Regions from separate parts of the Mus musculus genome. Here regions 1 and 3 are each linked to region 2. Evidence: chromatin contacts called from public Hi-C and HiChIP or PLAC-seq data. All regions are on one chromosome and are shown on one strand. Each heading gives the region's core, a stretch centred on a gene start, on an enhancer-like site or on the middle of the called end of the contact. The rest is flanking DNA. Distances are from core to core; before and after follow the strand shown. Region 1 overlaps Tnr (tenascin R). Region 2 has its middle 73 kb from the start of Mir1843b. Region 3 overlaps Tnr (tenascin R).

Region 1 (3,298 bases), core at 385-2,884, 410 kb before region 2:
GGGAGGGAGAGGATATGGCTGGGAAAGAAAGCTGGCTGGAAGATGAGTTAGTGGGAATGGCAGAATCCCTATTGTGGTTATTCTTATTTCTCAAAGAACTCATCTGAGGATGAAGGTGACTGTGTGTGTTCTACTGGTGCTTATTGCTATGACATATTACTTGACAAAAGCAACTTAAGAAAGGACTTCCTCTGGCTCACAGTATGGGGCAAGGAAGGTATGGGACCAAGAGCTAAGATGGCAAGAGCTTGGGGCAGTTGAATGGTGTTCACATTCAGTGTGGAGTTTCTATCCTGAGTTAAGTATCTCTGAAACTCCCCTACAGATATCAGAGGTGTGTGTGCCTTCTGGATGATCCAAATCCTGACAAGTAGACAGTGGGTTTTCTCTCTGTCTGTCTGTCTGTCTGTCTGTCCCTCTCCCTCCCTCTCTCATTCATCTATCTATCTATCTATCTATCTATCTATCTATCTATCTATCTATCTATCTATCTATCTATCATCTATCTATCATCTGTCTGTCTATCTATCTATCTATCTATCTATCTATCTATCTATCTATCTATCTATCTATCTATCTAAAGTCAGGCTCTCATGCAGCCCAGACTGATTTTGAACTTGCTATGTGGCCAAGGATAATCTTGAATTTGTGATCTCCCTCACTTAACCACCAGAGTGCTAGAACCACAGGCATCATATGCCACTATGCCTGGTTTATACAGCGCTAGAGATCAAACCTAGGCCTTCATGCAAACTATGACTAGCCCCCTACCAACTGAGCCCCCAAATGAGTAAATCACATGTAATTTACTCATCTTTGTGCTATTTCCGTGCCTCCAGCAATTAGCATTGTGCCTCAAACATGACTAGCATTAACACACGATGGTAAGTTAGTGAACTCAGGCTCTGGGAAGTGACTTGACATTAGGGTTATTTATCCTCACATTTTCTGGAAACTGTAACCTCATTCTTATGTTGAACTGCATATGAACTAATCTAGGTCACCCTCAGCTTTGAGAGAATGCATATCCTCTCAGCTCTCTACCATCTATTTTCCTCTGTTCTGAAGTCACTCATGACTTTTACATGACCAAGTGGTTAGTTCTCAGTAGACACACACCCTACACACACACACACACACACACACACACACACACCCCGCACACAGTGGATATTTGCACACTGTGCACACTGTGTCCATAGTTTTAAAATTACATCAATTTAAAGACTGTGGGAATTCAGGTCCTTGGAGTGGTCAGTAGTAGAGGGAGCCTCCAGCTTTCCTCAGCTGCTTAGGGAAAACACTGCAGCAGTCCAGTCCTAAGACTGCCTGGGTCCAGCCATGCTCTGTTCTCCCTTTCTGGAGAACTCACCCTCTATTCTTCCATAATACTCCATCATATTCCTGAGACAGAAAACAAAAAAACAAAAAAACAAAAACAAAAACAAAAACAAAACAAAACAAACAACAAAAAAGAAGGTAAGGCTTAAAAAAAAAATCCTAAAATGGAGGCAGTGGGAATTCAGCAAGCAAAGAAGAGGAGTGTGAATTACTAAACAGAACTGTGGAGAGAGGTAGCAGCGTGGTGCATTTTGCATTTGGATGTCTTCCCAGCCAGAATCTAGCTGCACTGGGGACAGAGGGGCAGAGCAGCATCTGTCGGTAGGTTTTCCAGGCTGTGGCTTCATTGCACAGTGGTTGCATGCTCATCATGCGAGTTGGGATGTGGGGGTTCTTGGAAGGGTACAGGCAGGCAGCTTAGGCAGCCTGGGTTTGCTTCTTCTTTTACATAGTGTTTTCTGTTGTTTCCCCCTCCCTCATTCTCCTGTATCCCTTTTCAAACAATTTGTAGGTGTCACTGTGGAGAAAAGCCAGCAGGACGTGTAAAATAGCCTCATAAATTAGGACAAGATGACTCCCATTAGTTTGACATAGAGTGGTTGGAGGCTTAGGCAAAAAAACCAGAGGAAAGGGGCTTAGAAGGCAGAGCCCTGGGGTCCTGAGGAGGAGCTTGAAGATGGCGCAGAAGAGAGACGAGTTTAAACACCTGTTCTGAGACCCAGGTCTTTAAAGTTACATTCAGTGGCTCACTGGATGCTAAGAGTGAGAGCAAGCTTTCAGGGTTGACTCAGGGGTGAGAAGAAAGTATGTTAGAAATCTTGTAAGTCACAACAAAATGCATTTCCCCCCATGGAGGCAGATGTACACAGAGTGACAGAAGAGAAGAGGAGAAAGCTTTCACCCACCTCACCTTGGCAGGCCTCAGCCATTAGTCATTCTGTTTTCAAGCATTAAACTGCAATAAATATGAAACGTCCTGTCAACGGCCCCAGATCATATTTATTCAAATCAGCCAAACAGGTTTCTAAAAGCAAATGCCAACATATCAGAAAGATCCAAGGAGTCGGCAAAAATGTTCAGAAGCAATTCCCAAATAAGTTATCATGCTTAAAGACAATGCATCTCTCTCCAGGCATTGCAGGCTTACCTGTGGTGGATATTCACTGCAAAATCCCCCTACCTTTGCTGGTGCTCACTGCTAGGTTGGTTTTCCAAGGCTGTCATAAGTGCAAAGTGGCTTGCAAAGATAGTAACATATTCACCTAAGTATATTTACAACACATTCCTGCGGGCAACTTGTAGCTCAATGGAACATTTACTCTGTAGTATAATTTTTCAATAATATTACATGCATTAATAAAGGTAATTTAGAAGAAGCCCCCATAAAGTCATTTGACTTTTTTTTTTTTTTTTGGCAATTGCCAGAGTAATAAAATGCCTTTGCATTATGTGGCAGTAAGAAAGCTATGCCCTTTTACTTGATTAAGTAAAGTCCCTTCAGCGTTTACAATCACACATTTGTGTGTCACTTTATTGCCGTCTTATTTTAATTTGAGCTATGCATCTCCTGACTACCCAGAGAGATTTAGAGAACAATATTGTTGTCCAGCACAGCAGAAAGACCCGGGGCATAAGCACATGCTTTTACATTGTCAAGTGCTCGCCACATTTGACCTCCCTCCCCCCCCCCCCCCCCACGGTTCCAGGTCAACTAGGTTCTTTTGTTAATGGTTTGAACATGTGTCCTGGATGTCAACTGTGTATTAAGCTTTGTGGTAGTATTGTGGGGAAACTCAAATGCAATCTCTGGGATATATATATATATATGTGTGTGTGTGTGTGTGTGTGTGTGTGTGTGTGTGTGTGCATGTGTATGTGTGTCTAAGAGGCTGGAGAGGATGAGACATGTAGTGTGTCGTGGACTCCCCTCCATTGTTTTAGCCTCAGAAATAGGGGG
Region 2 (3,648 bases), core at 36-2,535:
GCCTGCTGCCTGTTGACATGCTAAGAGGGCACCGAATCCCCTAGAACTGGGGTTATAGATGGTTATCAGTCACCGTGTGGATGCTGACAGCCTAAGAACTGAACCTATGTCCTGTGAAAGAGTAGCTAGTGTACTCAACTGCTGCGACATCTCTTCAGCCCCAACAGGACCAGTGCAAATTATAGAAAACCTTCCCATCCAAGCTTGGGGCACGGACTCTTATCTAAGCTTTTCAAGAGGCTGAGGCAGGAGGATCACAAGCCCAAGGCCTACCTGGGTAACTTAGTGGGCTACATTTTTAAAATAAAAAGGAAACTAACAAGAGTTAGGGATATGGCTCTGTGGTGTAACATTTATCCAGCACCTTAAAAGTTCTAATAGGAACAAAGAAGAGAGAAAGGGAAAAAAAAAAGTTTCACCCTCCAAGCAGGTACAGTTAAGGGAAGTCAGGCAGCAGGGAGTCCAGCCTTCCATGACTTTGAGAGCAGACAGCATCTATATCTTGGAGTAGTAGTGATACTTGAGTAAGGGAGTGTCATTTGAAGAGAATTGTCCTTTGATTTTATGATATGAGTGTGAACCTTCACTAGTCAACACTGAGTTGTACCTCCTTATTCTGCCTATGACTTGGAGATCTGGGTGTTTAAAGACCCCTTGAGACCTTTGGTAATTAGAGGCAATCTTCAGTCTGGTTGCCCTGCAAAAATGAAACCCAACTGCTGCTCTTGAAGAGATGCCAGAGCAGGTGAGAGAATGGCTGTGGCCTCCCCTCACAGACCTCAAGTACAACTAACTCCTCAGCCCAGGCTCCAGCAGTGCCCCTCCCCATGCCCAGGGCCCAGGCCCACTGTGGAAATATGATGTGCACAGGAGCAGAGAGGAGGAAAGGGGGAGATGGTTAAGACAGCAAATAAAGACAAATGGAGAGGAACAAACCCTGAGAATGCCTGGCTTCAGTTCCCTCCCCTCCCCACTTCCCCTAGAATATCAAATTATGACCTAAAATCGCTGGATACATATTTTATTATGTGTATAATTTAAAGGATTAGAGTGAGACAAAGAATTCATAAGCTGTAGTCACATTAGAAGATAAATTGTTTCCATTAATCTCGGAAGAAGGGAGGGAAGGAGAAAAATGCACAAGAGCCATAGAAAGGCCAGCAAGGAGACCCCGCTTGGGAAGGGGCACCTGGACAAGGATGCTTTCTTCTCTCCCTGCCTCAAGCAGTGCCCCACCCCTACACCAGCCTGCTTGCTCCAGAAGGCTGATCTGCAATGCAGATTCATCTCAGCTGCTTTTTGCTTCTGTTGCCAACCAAAGATGGTTTAAATAACATGTATTGTTCTGTGTGATTCCTTATGCAAATGTTTCTGGCCCGGTTGTTATTCCTGAATAATTTCCAAAGCCGGCTGTCTGGGCGGAAGAAATGGCTCACTCTCCCAGCTGTGTCAGGAGTCACCTGCCAGAGTCAAAGAACAAGAGAAGAGAGTTTTAATGGCCCCAGGCCCATGGTGGAAGACCCAGATGGCAAGCCCCACCCCTCTAACTGACGAGGTTCTAGGCTGGAGAATGCCATGTTGGGAACGAAATACAAGCAGCTAACCCAACAATGGAATTTTTACAGTAGACAGAAAGGATGCCCCAAACTGGAAGTACCACTATGCCTGCTTCACCATGGACAGCATGGGGCCATCTATCAAGGTAGATGGTGGGACTAAGCTTTGCCCTACTGTGCATGAGTGGACAAAGGACTCAAACCTCAGACTGGATGGCTGGGCTATGTAGGCATTCACTAGCTCCTGTTCCTCAGTAGAAGTTTCCTTGTTACTTCCACTCTCTCCAAGGTTTCATACGTCCTAAGATTTTCTCAAATTTGCTTGGTAGGTAGCCAAGGCTAGCCCTGAGTTCCTGATCTTCCTGCCTATACCACGTGAGTGCTGGGGTGACAGTCATGGATTGCCATTCGGGTTTATGTGGTGCTGGAGATTAGACCAAGAGCTTTGTGCATGGTGCTAAATAATGGAGAGCCGAGATGTAGAAGCTGCAACAGACCTGGGTCTGGATGTGCCTTCTGTAAGTTGCAGGGAAGCTCTTAACTCTGGGCCTCGTTGTCATCACCTGAGAAGTGAGACAAAGCAGGCACAAGATTATGTCAGGTAATATAAACAGCACTTACAACACAGAACCTAAAGAGTGAGCCCTACTCCAAAAATGTAGGTGTGTTTAATATGTATTCTAACATTCTTATTTTTAGGTTTATTTACTTACTTTATTTCTAAGTTTATTTACTTATTTATGTTGCATAATAGTCTATGTGTCTACGTGTATGATCTCAGCACTCAGGAAGTAGAGGCGGGAAGATCGGGAATTCAAGGCTTGTTTGGCTACCCAAGTGAGTTTGAGACAGTCTTGGGATACATGAGACCTGAGATAGGTGAGCTAGGGATATATGAATTCATAGTAGCATGGTCTGCTTCAGAGTTCTGAGGAAATTCTAGAAGAAATTCCGTGAGCTAGTTAGTAGAAGTGAGAAGGCTGTAAATACTGAGGAAGCTTATGTTTCTGGTGCCCCAGCCTGCACTCTATGGGACTGGCCTTGAGAGGAAAGCCTGCTTCATACCCTCAGTCTAAGCCCATTCCAGCAAGGAGCAGGAGCCAGCCTGCCTGTATGGCCTAGACATCTGTCTGCTCAAGCTTGACTCTGAAATCAAGCTGGGGAACATGTCACATGCTCTGGGGTGTCCAGGACGGCATCGGCAAGAGGCCACAATAGCAAACTCTAGAGGGAGAGGGCCAGGTATCCAGGCAGACTGAGAGCAAGGCTACCAGCTTTTCAGGGGAGTAAATCAGTGGGGCTTCTTCCAAAACCATGGGCTGGCTGGAGAGAACCTAGCAGTGTTTCCCAGAGAAAGGCTTGAAATCTAGAGATGACCCCTAACCTGGTTCATCCAAATATGCCCTCCCCTGTCTCCCCCCCCTTTCACTCTCACCTCCTTCAGTGGAGAAGACCCCTACCCTCCAAGCCAATCCCTCCCTCTGTCCCATGGGGATATGCAGAAAATTTGAGGGACAAAACTCCACTCATGGCCAGTTCCTAGGCTTGAGGCTTTCTATGCTGTGCAACAAGAAATAGATGTATTGACACAGGAGCTTCTTTTCAAAACAATATGTGGTAATTTTTTTTAAAGCTACGACCTGATTTAAAATAGGTTAAGTAAGTAACTGTGAGGTAGGATTTGAAGACAACAGAATCACTGGAAAGAGGTTTGCGAATGAGAAGCCTGCACAGAACACATGAATGAAGGCCAGACTGACTCCAAAAGCAGGACAAGACAGGCCAGGTCTGTTGTCACTTCTGATTTCACTGGCAGAGAGAGCCTGCCTGGAATCTACCACATAAATTCAAGGACTGGGTCTTCTGGTCTTACTTTTCTCTTTGCTGTTACAAAATGCTTGATACAGAACCAACTTGGGGGGTTAAAGGATGTATTTGGGCTCCTGGTTTCTAGGGATTCTAATCCATCCTGGTAGATTCAGAGCAGAGCATGTGGCAGGACTCCTTATATCTTGACTGAGCCAGGAAACAGAGAAGGGACCAATCGTGTGCCAGGCTATAACCCCTAAAGAGTCCCAAAACAGTGCCACAA
Region 3 (3,173 bases), core at 276-2,775, 330 kb before region 2:
CATTGACCTTCGGGACTGTGTTCGTGGCTCCTGGCACTCAGTGCGCATTGTGATTCTGTCTGTTCGGGCGATGTTGTTCTCAATGTTTGTACATGGCTCTATGTTTAGCCAATGTGATCATGTGTTCCCTCCCTTCAGCCGCTTCCCTTTCCCAGAGAGATGCAAACTGTGTGGCTTACAGAACATATTTTTAAAAATTATTTCCCTGAAACCTGGAGAGCTGTGAAGTTAGGCATTCCGGGATAATAAAAGTAGTGGGGAAAATAAAAATTTTTTATCAGCTTGTTTACACAATTATGTAAATGATGAGCACTTATACATGGCTGATTCCTCAATTATTCATGGTTTGAAGCTCTTGAAAATTCAATTCAACTAAATAACCTTTCTCTCAGTGCTCACGGTGAGCAAGGTACTGTAATTTGCAAAGGGGGAGAGAGCGATACAATTTGATCAGAAACATTACAGAAATGAACAATAAGTGCAGTACACATCGAGTAAGCTCGATAAGAATAGCACAACACATGCTCTGGGGTTTTAGGGCAGAAGAGACATCATCTATCCCAGTGTAGTTGTGGAGGATGGAGAAGGCGAGTCTGGAGCTCTCATCCATGTACAAAGCTGTGTTGGGTTCAGGTCCCAACCATCCTGTCTGAACTGTTAGATCAGCTTCCTTTTTCATGTCCTCTCACATTGCTGCTCCACAGTGATCTTTCTAAAAAGGCAATTTGATTGTGCTATGCCTTAGCTCTAAATTCTCTCTTTCCCCTACTCTCGACAAGGAGTTAAAGTTTCTAATGTGTCACATAGAATGTGCACCCTCAGTATGCCTTGCTTCCCTGGTGGGCACAGTGCCCACTAAACTTCACATTACCTGGGCCCCAGTGACCTCATTTCCTTTTCCCATGCCGTTCATTCCACGCAGACAGATCCACTCTTTTGTTCTTTTCCCCTCATGTGTCCCCTCCTGTCCAACTTGCTTGGCTCCTATCCAGAAGGCACAGCTGTTGATTCTCAGTGCACCTCTCCATTGTATTCAGCACCACCTCTCCATTTATCCCAGTACTGGGTCATTTGGGGCAGAGACTAGGCATCCTTGATATCCTGATAAATCTACCCTGCATGGGATCCAAATGCACAGTGGTCATGGCACATGCTACTTACTAAATGTATTTCTGCCAAGTCACAATGCTTTCACTGTGTGGGTGAGTAGGCCACCTCTTTTTGTCCACACGGTTAAAGACCGAGTAATGTGCTATGTAAATGTAGAACCTTCTTCCACAGAGCTTAGATTAAGAGAAGGCAACAGAGGTTCAGTGGAGCAAGAGAAAGCTGCTTCTATTTGTTTAAATGGAAACAAGTCTTCTCTAAACAGAGAGAGAAAGGCTTACAGAGAATAAAATATAAATAAGAAAAGAGACATTGGATCAGACTTTGGGGGAGAAGAATAAAGCAGGAACTGGGGGGGGGGAGTGAACCTTGGCAAGGGTTGGAGTAGAGGATGGAGTGAAACAAGTCTTTGTATACAGCCCAAGGTTTGGCAGGGGAAGAGGGCTGGCCAGCAAACTCATGTACCTAACAGCACTGAGTTTTCACAGCCATAGACGTTGAAAGAAAACCACAAATACAACACTAGCAACACACTGTAATGAGAAGTGACCTTCCAGGCAATGTGCTTGCCATGAAAGTGCATCACAATTGGATGGGTGATTAACTTCTCAGGGGTGCAGGGCTGAACTCAGGGGCTGAGGCCCCTGACATTTCTTTTGTAGTCCTCCACATCAAACAGTCTTTGAGCCCATACTGACTGGAGTTTGAGATAGAATCAAACATGATCCTGGGGGCTGACCTCTACTGAGCTGCTGCAATCCCCACAGCTAAAGCAAGCTATGCCTACTCAGCTGAGATATTTGGTTCTGGCCATGGTTTAAAGCACTAGAAACCACCCAATAATCTGGGAGTGAAGGCTGGGCTAAACTGGGAACTTGTGGGGCCACAGTGGAAGGACAGGTTTGTCCACCCTACTACCCAGGCCTCAGCGTCCTCCTCTTTGCTGTCTCCTGAGGCTCCTTGGTTCTGCTCAGGGAAACACCTCAGCAGGAGACTCCTGACCCCAGTGCAAGGGTGAACTCAGTTTACTTTCCTTTGAAAAGATGAAAGCTGTGCTGTAGACTGCACTTGTGCATTTCCAAGGAAGCTTAGACCATCCATATCCAAAGGAGAAAGCTTGAGTTAGGAGTTTCACTATGTTCTGGGGATGCAAAATCTGGTGTGAGAAGAGACAAAAGGGAAGATATGCCCACCTGTTTGGTTTGTTTGCAATATGTTTACCTCAATTTCCGGGGGGGGGTTCCTTTTATGTTCACTTTCAACTTTCTTTGCTTTTCCCATTCTGTTTTTACCTCTCCCACCCCCCCAAAAATTACAGAAGAGTATTAAATTAAATTGGAATGTTCTATCTATTTATTTGATCAACACATCTGTTTTTCCTAAAAATGAATCAACCTATGATTTACATATTCAGGCAACAGAAATGCATTATCTTATCATTTTCTGTTGTATCCACCCAAACTCTGCTATTACTGACGTTAATGTTGAACTAAATGACTTAAAGTAGTAGTTGCTCAACAAAGGTTGTTTCCTGAACTTAAAGTTCCCAGAAAGTATGGGGAGGACACTGAGAGGATTTCCTGTAGGCTCTTGAAATGAAAATATACAACTCTTTGGGCTCCTCATCACCAACCTAACTTTCCTTGAAAATATAGGATCAACAAGACCATTGACATAGAATACTAGCCTTTTAGAGATGAAAGGGCCCCAAAAGATACAAACGAACCCACTTGTAGGCTTCAGGGCATCAGGGGAGAAGGCAAAATGCTTCAGAACCTGCCTGTAGTCCAGAGCAGCCACGAAGCTGGGAGCTCAGTGCCCCAAATATCACATTTGTCTCAATTTGGCAAGAAGCTGAAAGCCTATCTGGGGCCATTTAAGTTCTAATGTTATTAAGGGCTCATCTAATCAGCTCTTAAAATAAGCTGCTCACAAATGCATGGGGACCGAGGGTAAGAGAGAAGCAAGTTGATCCAGGCAGTTTGACCCAGCCCGGTGAGCTTACCTTGGTCTAAATTGCTAAAGAGCCACGGGGTCACCTGGCTTCCTTCCTGTTTGGTAACTTC

Evidence for each region. A called contact is a pair of places that touch in the nucleus more often than the background predicts. HiChIP or PLAC-seq counts read pairs in DNA pulled down with a chosen protein or histone mark.
Region 1: a Hi-C map of cortical neurons shows a contact between it and region 2, with 1.9 times the contacts expected there. The contact joins two enhancer-like sites. A contact is called at or near these places in 1 of 15 datasets of contacts at CTCF or cohesin (the NIH/3T3 cell line), 2 of 484 Hi-C or Micro-C datasets (the NIH/3T3 cell line and cortical neurons), 3 of 115 datasets of contacts at active chromatin or transcription factors (embryonic stem cells and stem cell-derived neural progenitor cells) and 1 of 9 other capture datasets (embryonic stem cells).
Region 3: a contact with region 2 is called in an H3K27ac HiChIP or PLAC-seq map of stem cell-derived neural progenitor cells. The contact joins two enhancer-like sites. A contact is called at or near these places in 3 of 115 datasets of contacts at active chromatin or transcription factors (acute myeloid leukemia, embryonic stem cells and stem cell-derived neural progenitor cells).

What each region holds. Positions count from the first base shown.
Region 1 is chr1:159,818,052-159,821,349 of GRCm38.p6, reverse strand. The region is part of intron 2 of Tnr (tenascin R); the gene reads right to left. Among named protein-coding and RNA genes, the nearest start is that of Gm31348, 36 kb to the right of the region's middle. Within about 2 kb of position 1,634, at least 14 of the 459 cell types and tissues checked have an H3K27ac peak or open chromatin away from gene starts, as enhancers often do. A contact at or near this core is called in cortical neurons, where this site is marked.
Region 2 is chr1:159,411,283-159,414,930 of GRCm38.p6, reverse strand. No RefSeq gene overlaps it. Among named protein-coding and RNA genes, the nearest start is that of Mir1843b, 73 kb to the right of the region's middle. Within about 2 kb of position 1,285, at least 41 of the 459 cell types and tissues checked have an H3K27ac peak or open chromatin away from gene starts, as enhancers often do. A contact at or near this core is called in cortical neurons and stem cell-derived neural progenitor cells, where this site is marked.
Region 3 is chr1:159,739,778-159,742,950 of GRCm38.p6, reverse strand. The region is part of intron 2 of Tnr (tenascin R); the gene reads right to left. Among named protein-coding and RNA genes, the nearest start is that of Gm31348, 43 kb to the left of the region's middle. Within about 2 kb of position 1,525, at least 18 of the 459 cell types and tissues checked have an H3K27ac peak or open chromatin away from gene starts, as enhancers often do. A contact at or near this core is called in stem cell-derived neural progenitor cells, where this site is marked.